Regions from separate parts of the Pan troglodytes genome. Here region 1 is linked to region 2. Evidence: chromatin contacts called from public Hi-C data. All regions are on one chromosome and are shown on one strand. The core of a region is the stretch at or near the end of the contact, and the rest is flanking DNA. Distances in the headings are between cores, read along the strand shown. Region 1 has its middle 510 kb from the start of PDHA2. Region 2 holds the start of PDHA2 (pyruvate dehydrogenase E1 subunit alpha 2).

Region 1 (5,909 bases), core at 2,218-4,717, 510 kb after region 2:
GGTTTGAAGATTTCTCAAAGAATTTAAAACAGAACTAACATTCAAGCCTGCAATGTCATTATTGGGTATTTACCCAAAGGAATATAAATTGTTCTACCATAAAGACTCATGCATGCATATGTTCATGGCAGCACTATTCACAATAGCAAAGTCATGGAATCAACCTATATGACCATCAGTGGTAGACTGGATAAAGAAAATGTGGTACATATGCATCATGGAATACTATGCCACCATAAAAAAGGAAAAACTCGTGTTCTTTGCAGGGATATAGATAGAGCTGGAGTCCATTAACCTAAGTAAACCAATCCAGGAACAGAATACCAAAACCATGTTTTCTCACTTATAAGTGGAAGCTAAACACTGAGTACATATGTACACAAAGAAGGCAACAATAGACACCACAGTTTACTTCAGAATGGAGGGTGTCAGTAGGGTGAGAATCAAAAAACTACCTATCAGGTACTATGCTTATCACCTGGGTGATGAGAAAATTTGTACATCAAATCCATTTGACCTGCAAGTTATCTATATAACAAACCTGCACATGTACCCTTGAACTTAAAAGTTTAAGAAAAAGAAATTATCGAATCTGAAGACTACAGAGAATAAGAAGATAAAGGGGAAAAAAAAAACCAAGAAATTAATGAGGACACACACAAAAAAGGAGAGATATTCCATACTCATTCATTGAAACAATTATTTATCAGTTAGCTAAAGATTTTTTTAGACAAATTATTATTAGGTAGCATACCTGTACTACTAAATGTGAAATAAATTCACTGTGTGCTGGTTACCAAATTGTCATCGGGGTTCTGGTGAGACAGAAAGTGCTTATATGTGGTAAATTACATGAAGCAGATTTATCGTTATAAACAGGCAGCAAGGGACAAGAGAGGCCTGGGATTCATTGTGAGCCAGCCCCACAAGACTTATGAAAGCTATGAAGGGTGGATAGAGTCTCCTCTAGATGTGCCCTATTCACACCACAGCTGAGGAAACCCAAAAAGCAGCTTTCCCAGATTTTATACCCCAGTGGCAATGTGACATGCTGGGCTAACATGTTGAGGGACATCCTGTTTCTAGGTGGGGATTGGAACAAAGCCTGGGCTGGTCTAGCTAGTCCCTCCTTGTCTCAGAATATTGCATTCCCATCACATTCTACAGTTTTTCTTGAGAACTACAGATGAGGAAATGGGGGAGAACTGGGTCTGTCACCTGGAGAACTGTCCTACACCAAAATGTTAAATGAAGTTATACAATTTACCAAAACTGATAGAAGATGAAACAGAAAGTCTGAATATGCCCATGACCTTTAAAGACATTGATTTTCTTATTAAAATAACTCTACAAAGAAAATCCCGTGCCCAAAAGATTCCATCATGCATTACATTAAAAAAACCACCATTTTATAAAACACACCTCCACAAAATAGCAAAGGCAACAACTCTCCCCAGCTTGTTTTCATCTCTAACATCTTTCTTTCTTTTTTTATTAACTTATGTAAAATATACATAGAAAGTATCCTGGAATTCTTGCTTCCTCACAAGTAAATTTGAGTAGTTTGCACATTAGACAATATTGCAGTTTTCTTCTTCGTGGCTACCTGGGCCCTTTCAGATCCAGCTCTTCCTGTAGCACATCACAGTAAAGAAGATTCAAGATTGAGGGTTGGTTTGTGAGAGTTGATGCCATTTTAGACCTTTATGTAAGCTCTTGGTCTTTCTTCACTCCAACATGCAAAAGATTGCCTGCATTTGGCATTTTAAGTTGCTTACACAAATTAATAAAATTGCTACTTGATTTCCATTTGGCTAGAGACCCTCATGTGTATATTTCTTCAGCCAGAACCCTGATGTGGAAGAGAAAGGAGTGCTTGGCCTTGAACCCCTAACAGTAAGTGCTAAATAAATGGTATCTGTTTTTGTTGTAGTTGGAACTGCATGCTCTAACAGGTTTTGAGCAGAGAGAGTAAAAAGAAGATTAAACATATAATTCTTAGCTTTCTCCAAATTTCTGTGTAGCATATTAAACTAAATATTTAAAGAAGGTATCTCCAACATTATCATTAAACATAATAACTGAGAGGAATGATGACACCTGTTCACTTTTTAAGACTAAAATCTTCTGATATTAGCTTGATTTAGAATGTTTATTCATTCTGTGAGGCTTATTCTCAAAGAGGAAGTGTGGAGGTTATTTTGAGAAACAAAATTAATGGCAAAAAATACCCTAGAAACTGCACGTAGCAACAAGGAAAAATGGTTTCTGAATAATGCTGAGAATATACAGAGAGATAAAAGCAGAGATCATGCACAAAACACATTTGAACAATGCTAATATCACAGTGAGATTATAAACATGAGAAACTAAAATGAAGTGGTTAAAAAAATTAAATTCAATTTAGAGTAAGATAGATATAAGTAGAGAAAAAACCAGCTATTCTTCATTCCCAATATTGATATGCTTTCTAGTTCCTCAAAAGGAAGGAGGGATTTCTGATAAAATTGTTCAAAGATCTAAGCCATCCAGTAAGTTACATTTTACTCATAAGAAGCTGATTCACCCTTTTTATTTCTCTCCATGTGGCCGGGGCTTATGACCTTGCTAAGCTGTTTCCTTTCTTCTCTGCATGCAGTGGGGATAAATAAGTTGAGCCAGGGACCATTATAAATAAACCAGATTTCTTACTTTCTTCTAAATATAATAAAATATTTAAGGAAGATCCCTGTTCCCTGAAATGGTTTTGATTTCTTTGGATACAAGCATTTCAATATCCTCATTTTTTTTTCATTTCTGCTATTTTATGGCATTCCATTCATAAACATTCCTTTGAGTTGGATTTAAATCATGCTGTTGAATCCCCTAAATTTCTATGTGACATAAAGGATTAACAAATAATGCATTTCTGTCACATCAAAATTACATTCAGTTTGTGGGAAAGTAATTTGAAATAAATTCTGTACCATAGTGGATCTACTCAAAGCACACAGAAATATTCAAAATGAAATTCCATGTATATTTTAGATATTTTCTTCTAGAGACGGATTTTTAAAAGCCTAAATTTATGACCCAAACTACTAAAATCAATTCCTCATCTTAAACACAAAACTAAACTACATTTCCCAGCTTTCCTTGCAGTTAGATATGATCATATGACCACAGGGTAATCAGTGGATTGCAGATAAAATGTTGTTTGCCACTTTCAAGCCCATTATAGGATACCAAAATATGCTACCCAAAAATATGCATCTTTGGCTTAAGGATGATTTTGAGCTGATTTTTTTTTTTTTTGAGAAACTACAGACAAGGGGAAGCTCTGAAATTAGAGTAGAAATTATCCTTTTGTAAGAAAAATTTGCACCTATAAAGGAAATTTCCATTTGTAAGGGAACCCTCCCACTCTGCTCCAGGGAGAGATGAATGACTCTAAATTATTAGAAAAGCTTGTCAATGTAGAAGGCACAGACTTAAATCTGCACAACAAATCTTACCCTTGTTTACTGTGCTTTTCCTGGTCACCTCCCATAGTTGCACTATCACCCCAAGGCCTTTCTTTCTTTGTTTCAGTTGAAGTCTGAACTCTAAGGCACCTCTTTAAAATGTACTCACTTCTCTGGGTATCTCTCGGGTATACATTAGGTATACATGTTAATAAACTTCTGTTTATTTCCTTTCTTGTTAATCTGTTGTTTGTTACTGGAGAATTCAGAACTCAAAAAGTGTAGAGAGAAAACAATTTTCCCTCCCATGCAACATAAACCTCTCCCATATATGATCCACTGAGATCTTTTTCATTTTCAGCTGGTTAGAATGGAGATCACCCACATAGCAAACTTGGAAACCTTGTGTTGAGCATGGCAGAATAACACTGTGGAATAAGCTAGACTTGTACTATGACTTGAAGAAGAATTACCTAGTAATTGGAACTATCATTTTGGACTTCATATGTCATACCAATAGATATAATTTTTGTAACTACCATGTTTTGAAGGTTTATCATCATATTTTAATGAAGGCAATGTAAAATAAAAGTAAAATAAATCTAAATATGTCTTAATAAATTACCTGCAATGTTAAAAACATAATGTATCTTAAGGGAAAGAGATAAACTAAATGCCACTTCAGTTGTTGTCCTTTTGGGAGATCATTCTCAATTGCATTTGTTCACAAATGCCTGTCTCTGTATCATCCCTCTGGGACTTGGAAAACAACAGGGGACCACTGAGAATATAAAGCTCATGCTGCCTGCTGTGCTATGCATAATACAGTCCATTACCTCTAGTGTCTTCTGACATGTATAAAACTGTAAGAGGCTAACATGCTAGCTTGCATATAGGATAAAATCTCAAATTACTCACAGTTCTTGACAGTTTTCTCCAGATATTTAAAAAATCAAGTTAGGTACCATGTTTCCATGTCAAAGTAGATGAAATGTTGCTTTTTGTTTTCTTGGCCTTTTTTGTCCACTGTCCTCCTTGTTCGCCCCACCAACACAAACAGATATGCTGGATTTTCTTCACAGAAGAGTAGCAGGAATGCAAATTTATGAACGGAAATCACATGTGCTTAATAAGAGTTGAAATTAAAATAATAATGACAATGATGGTGATGATGATTATAACCAGGAGACTTTGTGCATAATAGTCATTATTATAAGAACTTCGTATATATGAACTCATTTAACACGCCACCACTATAAGTAGGGAGTACTGTTATCTCCATATAAAGTTGCCTATAACTAGTAATTTCAGATTTTTGAGGACTTGAGAAAAATGGTTGTGCTGTAGACATGACTAGATGCATCAGACAGCACCAAATGCCAACCACAGGCCAGATGCTTAGATGCCGTCACATATCATAGCTGCCAAACAACCTCAGAAAAAGATGCCACCCCTGATGGGGAAGGGGATAAGCGAAGAAACTTGCATTGATTCTGCTTTTAAATTTTGTGGTCATCTAAAGTGGCTGAGAAATCAGAATCATAACAAAAAGAGGAATTTCTAAAACTGAGGATTTGTTTTGTTTTGTTTTGTTTTTGCAGTGAGGGCTAGTGATGGACATTAAGTGCAATTACCATGGCTGGTAGTGATTATGACTAGAATTAGAATAAGGATAGCAAATGCCATGAGCTCCTTAAATACCAGATCTACAAGGAACAGAATGATCAGGCTACATATTAAAGAGTAAAGAAGAAAGCCTACTTTTAAGTAGCTCAATAAAGGTAAGATTAGGAAGGCAATTGTTTTAATCAATTTGTGTCTCTCCTCATTTTATTTGAAAAGAACATAGTTATGGGATATTATGAGATTCTCTTTTACCAAATTTGTGCTTCCATAGTTTAGCAAATTACATTAGACTTGGATCTTTTTCTCATCTTTATCCAATCACCCTCTCACTTATGTCCTAGAATCTCCACAATCCTACAGGTTCACATATCACTCCTGATGTTACTTTTCTTCTCTGAATCACCCAAGGTAGGCTTGAGCATGAAATGATGGTATAATCAGAAGGTATTTGGGACCCCCTCTTAAACATTGAACCCCACATCAATAACTTCCCGAATCGGATATGGAGAAAACCTAGGAAATTGGTTAAAACAATTACCTCTTTAGTCTTACCTGCATTGACCCGCTTAAAAAATAGGATTTCTTCTTCTTTATCTATTAATATGTACTCCCTGGTCTCCCTGTCTCCTGTAGACTTGATATTCAAGAAACTTTTAGCAGTCTTTGTCTTTATTCTAATTATAGTCAAAATCACTTGAAGCCAAATTGTTGAGGATACAATAATGATAATTTACTATTATTAATAATGATTATTGTTGGTGATTTTCAGCCAAATGATTTCAAATTGGCTAATAGAAATTTCTTACTGATTAAAATTCAAATTACTGAGCCTATATGATT
Region 2 (5,860 bases), core at 1,441-3,940:
ACTGAAGAAATGTAAATATCCTTCAAACATTCTCACTGTTCTTTTTCACACTTCCTTGTCTATTATTTAAAAAATATGTGTTATTGATGCCATGGGAGTGACACTTTTAAGATAAATTCAGAAATACCCCTGTAGGATCAACCATCAGACATGAAATGTGAAATTCTGTCACACTGGCATGAATGACTGCTACTATAATCACTGGCTCTTCTTTTATAGGGGTTTTTATTAATTAAATGTAAAGTCTGCCATTGGCCTTATAATAGTGCTCATCTGTTTTCCTTTAATTTCAAGTAGATTAAAAGTGAGATTTGGTGTTAATTAAAAACTTAGAATTTATGGGGTTTCTAATTGCAAATAACATTTCTGTGGTGAGTACGTAGATGACTTCTTAGTTCTGTTTGGTAATCAACATAGTATTGAACAAGGACAGGACAAAAAATAAATCATTTGAAGAAAAGAACACCATCATTGGCTCTATTGTCCGTGAACAGCTTGAATCCTATCTAGCTGGGGGGCATGTAAGAGGAGAAGCTCAACAGCTCAGGATAAACGTTTTACCCTGATGTCTGCAAATTTCATTCTTTCTTTGAAAAATGTAGATGGATTTGGAAGGATAGCAATAAAAGTCAAAAAGTCATTATCAAGATTAATCAGTTTAATTGAAATGCTTCAACACTGTTTGATTTCAGATGTCTATTTTTAAGGTGAATTTAGGATATATAGGGTAACTGATGACCAAGAGGTCTATGGGAGTTTCACATTTTATTATTTATTATCTTAACTAGAGCCTGTTGAGAAATTTTTTTTTTAAAAGGACATCTTCTGTGGGAACCCGTAGTACAGATATTTTCCAATTAGCATCTTTGTATGTTCTCTTCTGGCATGAGTCGGGTTTAGGCTTGACACACTGGGCTTTTAAGGGGAGCTCTATCTTTGCAGTCCAGGCTACATGTGACAAGATTAAATTGGCACACTTTACTGTACAGCTCTTGTGTTCCTGGCAGCACTGGCCTGGCTGATACCTCTGAGAGAAGGCTCAGCTGTCACTCACTGACCCATTAACACTACTGTTCTATCCTGCAGTGTCATTTTTCTCGTTCTTATGGAGATAATGCTCCCTGGAGATCTCCAATACCTGGAGGAATGAAAGAGAACAGCAGAGACAGGCTAACTATCAAAGAGGGAGCAAACAACACAGCAAGACCATGAATTCCAACAGTTGAATTTTCAATTGAGTGAAAAGATGAGGCCTATTATGATGGCTGGGTTCAGAAGGTGGGGAGACGATCAAGTTTTAAGAGGTATCTTAACTTTTTAACAAGCGATTTTCTCTTTTCTTCCTGAATATTAAAAGAAGTGCCCAAAATAACACCTGCAACTAGATATAGAGAAGGCAGCTGCTTTGAACATGTAATAGGGACATTTGGGTAAGAATTTATCATTTGCAAATAGGCAATGGATATAAAACAGAGCATGCATTAAGGTGAATGGCTTAATATTCTAAATAAAACAGGATCCCTAGTTAGGGTTGGCTTATTGGGGCACAAAATCGCCTTCCTGGTAAAAGCATAAAAAGAGAGAAATGATATGTGATCTTTGTATCCCTTGGTCTAAGGCTTCTCTTCTCTTGTGATTGAACGGTTTCCAGTGGCATAAGCAAACTCTGTTGCTCTCTTGTAGTCCAAACTGTGTATTGTTTGGTGGGTCACTTTATAAGAAGTTACACTTTCTAATGATTACTACATAAAAAGGCACTATAAGAACGTGTTTCTAGATTTCCTGGACTAAGGCTGGTCCAGTTTGATTGATATGAAAGCAAAATAAATAAATAAATAAATAAATACCACCTGAAAATCTATGGAAACCTGCTGAAGACATCTTTATAGAAAACCAAAAATAAAAAAAAAGAGGAAATAAACAAAAGGAAGAACAAAAGTGAAGTAGTTAGAAAATACGGATAAAAGTAGGTAAAACAGGGATTCAGAATTATTAAACAGAGTAAGGAAAAGTGGAATGCCACAAACTACAAACTTTTTACCACAATCTGCACCTCAACCCTCTCTCCCTGCTTCCAATTTTCCCACACCAAGCAAAGTTTATTACTGGGTTTAAATTGTTATCCTCAGGCCGAGGTTTGTATACACTTTCCCTCCCCACTTCAAGTGTCACAGGTGCTAGACGCCATCAGGATAAATGTGGCATATTGTTTGAGAGTACTGACTTTTCTTTAAAAGGGGTTTTTGTTAACGTGCGTGTGCTTGTTTTGTTTTTAAAGTTAATTAAGCTACAAATAATTTACAGCTTTGTTGTTACCTTAAAATACATATGGCACATTATGGAGCAGGATAAATATTCATACCTATTTTAAAGATCAAAAACAAGACATTAAAGAAATATTGGTAGGAAGAAATACCTTTGGACTAACTCTCAGAACTCTCATGTGCCTTAGGGACTGAGTTTGTTCCTTTCTTCTATTTGATACGCTTGTGGGGAAAGCTTGAGATACAGTGCTCCAGGGTTTAACAGGGAAAAGGGACTCAGATTATTGAGGTTCAGCAATGACGGCGATTAGGATGCCCTGTAGTTTGCCCAAGTCCTCCAGAAAAGGAAACCACTTTTAGTCTTCATTTTACAGCTGGCAGGCACTGTACAAATCAGTCAGCTCAGGCTGCGTGGCCCATGTCCCAGTGCTGTGCAGGACCTGCCTCTATCACCCGTGTGCACTGCCCGGATGGCGCCACGTGCATTGGAGCACCGGAAGGAGACGCGGAGCCGAGGCCAGGCCTTCCGGCGGTCGTTACGGGACGCCGCCGCCATCTACAGCACTCCGTAAAGAATATGCTGGCCGCCTTCATCTCCCGCGTGTTGAGGCGCGTTGCCCAGAAATCAGCTCGCAGAGTGCTGGTGGCATCCCGTAAGTCCTCAAATGACGCTACATTTGAAATTAAGAAATGTGATCTTTATCTGTTGGAAGAGGGTCCCCCTGTCACTACAGTGCTCACTAGGGCGGAGGGGCTTAAATACTACAGGATGATGCTGACTGTTCGCCGCATGGAATTGAAGGCAGATCAGCTGTACAAACAGAAATTCATTCGCGGTTTCTGTCACCTGTGCGATGGTCAGGAAGCTTGTTGCGTGGGCCTTGAGGCCGGCATAAACCCCTCGGATCACGTCATTACATCCTATAGGGCTCATGGTGTGTGCTATACTCGGGGACTTTCTGTCCGATCCATTCTCGCAGAGCTGACGGGAAGAAGAGGAGGTTGTGCTAAAGGAAAAGGAGGATCGATGCATATGTATACCAAGAACTTCTATGGGGGCAATGGCATCGTCGGTGCACAGGGCCCCCTGGGCGCTGGCATTGCTCTGGCCTGTAAATATAAAGGAAACGATGAGATCTGTTTGACTTTATATGGGGATGGCGCTGCGAATCAGGGGCAGATAGCCGAAGCTTTCAATATGGCAGCTTTATGGAAATTACCTTGTGTTTTCATCTGTGAGAATAACCTATATGGAATGGGAACATCTACTGAGAGAGCAGCAGCCAGCCCTGATTACTACAAGAGGGGCAATTTTATCCCTGGGCTAAAGGTCGATGGAATGGATGTTCTGTGTGTTCGTGAGGCAACAAAATTTGCAGCTAACTACTGTAGATCTGGAAAGGGGCCCATACTGATGGAGCTGCAAACCTACCGTTATCATGGACACAGTATGAGTGATCCTGGAGTCAGTTATCGTACACGAGAAGAAATTCAGGAAGTAAGAAGTAAGAGGGATCCTATAATAATTCTCCAAGATAGAATGGTAAACAGCAAGCTCGCCACTGTGGAAGAATTAAAGGAAATTGGGGCTGAGGTGAGGAAAGAAATTGATGATGCTGCCCAGTTTGCTACCACTGATCCTGAGCCACATTTGGAAGAATTAGGCCATCACATCTACAGCAGTGATTCATCTTTTGAAGTTCGTGGTGCAAATCCATGGATCAAGTTTAAGTCCGTCAGTTAAAGGGAGGCTACGTGTGAATTTATCATCAGTCTCTCAATGGAATGTTCACGGTCAAATTTAAGAAACTGTGTTCTCAACTCAAGGAGGAATAAAACTCATAAAACAAAAGCCTTGTAAGCATTTATTAAAAGAGATTATTAAAAGAGATTGAAAGACATGCATTCAATAAAAGTGATATTATATTCAATTATACTGTATATTTTTGCATTAAAAGATACTATATAGGTAATAATTTAGTGTGAATATCTTAAAGATTATTTTGAACTTATACAAGTCTAAAATAGGAAAAGGAGATTATTTAACTTCCCAAACTGTTTGTCATAACAGTTCCATTTGATTTAGCTTTATACTATTTTAATGCATTCTTTTCTTTAAAAGAAAGTTGTTTCCTGCTTCCCCTGCCATGGGTTTCTATGTAGAATCACCATCCTGAGGTAAGGAGATTACTTCAAGCTACTCAGGACACCTATGGATATGTAACCATTTACTTGAATTATCTAATAACGAATACAGTTTAGTGTAACAGTGTGCGCATGCGCACACCCACACACGTGGTGCTGAAGTTTGTTAACACTGACCGTTTTTCCAATAATATATGATATTTAACAGGGCAGGGGAGGAAGAACAAGGATTTTTTTTTCGTATTATTGTATCTTGTTACAATATTTTTAGTCTTTTAACCCTTAAGAAAAAATATAGCAAAAATTAAAATCTAGGGGAAAAACTGCATTCCGCTTTAATATTTAAGTTAAAGCTACTCTTATTTTGCAGTTCATTTATGCCCTTATATATTCTAAAATTTAATGGGCCATTCTGGTGAATTTCAGACTGAAAAATGAATAAACAGAGATGGTGATTCAAAGGAGTTAAGCAGAGGAGGTGACATTAATAAAAAGTTGAAAGTAAAATCTACCTTGCTTCTTACTAGCTATTAACCATGTGTTACTAATCACTACATGATCAACTATTTAGTATCTTTTAATGCAACAGAACATTCACAGATAACTTTTTCCAAAGGAACACACAACATGTCTTTTCTACAGTCCAGCACCATGTCAATTATCAAGTCATGATTTGGTGAAAGCAGTTTTACATGGTTATACTCGACTACTTAAAATCCTACTGAGCTTGGTGTTTGGTGTATGTTATTTTTCTGAGAGAGACTAAAAGCAGAAATGATAATTTGCCTGTGATTTAAGAATAGTAGGTGGAACATACCAAAACAGTCAAAGGTTAACCCTTTTTCTTTACTGTACAGCATCTACTTCTACAAATAGAACCTAGATTCTAAGAAATAAGAAAACCAAAAGCTCAGAGGCCTGGGAGAAGATGAACATATGTACATATATGTACAGGCTTAATCTCCGTATCTTCTCCCAAACAAGTTTAAACAGATAAGATAACCTAACATTCCTAATTCGGAAAGCAAAGATAAACATTGTTTTGCTTATATATAAGTGATATTACTAGCTAATATGTTTTGATTAGAACACCGCAGCTGTTCAGAGGTGCTTGGATTGGATTCCTACAATTAAAAACAAAAAAGGATTTTTCATACGACATTCAGAATAATAAGTACATTCTTCTAATGATAAAGAATTCTTTTTATTTTTACATACTGATATTTTCACATATTTGCAAGTGGAAGATAAGCTGCTCAATTAAGGCTATTTTATATATGCAATATACAGAAATAATTTTTAAAGTTTTTCAATAGATTCTTTTGATGCCAGCAAAAATTAAGATACAAATAATTGATTAGAAATGAAACCATCCCTAAATCAAGATACATAGATATTGTACTTCACTTCAGGGAAATAATCCAAATTTTGTTGTTAGAGGAATAAAGCAT

What was found. Hi-C and Micro-C count contacts between places; a contact is called where the count stands out from the background.
Region 1: a Hi-C map of induced pluripotent stem cells shows a contact between it and region 2, with 2.4 times the contacts expected there. The contact joins the enhancer-like site here to the promoter of PDHA2 in region 2. A contact is called at or near these places in 2 of 7 Hi-C or Micro-C datasets (both in induced pluripotent stem cells).

What each region holds. Positions count from the first base shown.
Region 1 is chr3:97,766,329-97,772,237 of NHGRI_mPanTro3-v2.0_pri, forward strand. No RefSeq gene overlaps it. Among named protein-coding and RNA genes, the nearest start is that of PDHA2, 510 kb to the left of the region's middle. Within about 2 kb of position 3,468, at least 2 of the 24 cell types and tissues checked have an H3K27ac peak or open chromatin away from gene starts, as enhancers often do. A contact at or near this core is called in induced pluripotent stem cells, where this site is marked.
Region 2 is chr3:97,258,061-97,263,920 of NHGRI_mPanTro3-v2.0_pri, forward strand. PDHA2 (pyruvate dehydrogenase E1 subunit alpha 2) reads left to right here and starts at 2,691. Exons shown (of 1, transcript XM_526637.7): 1 at 2,691-4,195. The coding sequence starts at 2,842. The coding sequence ends at 4,008.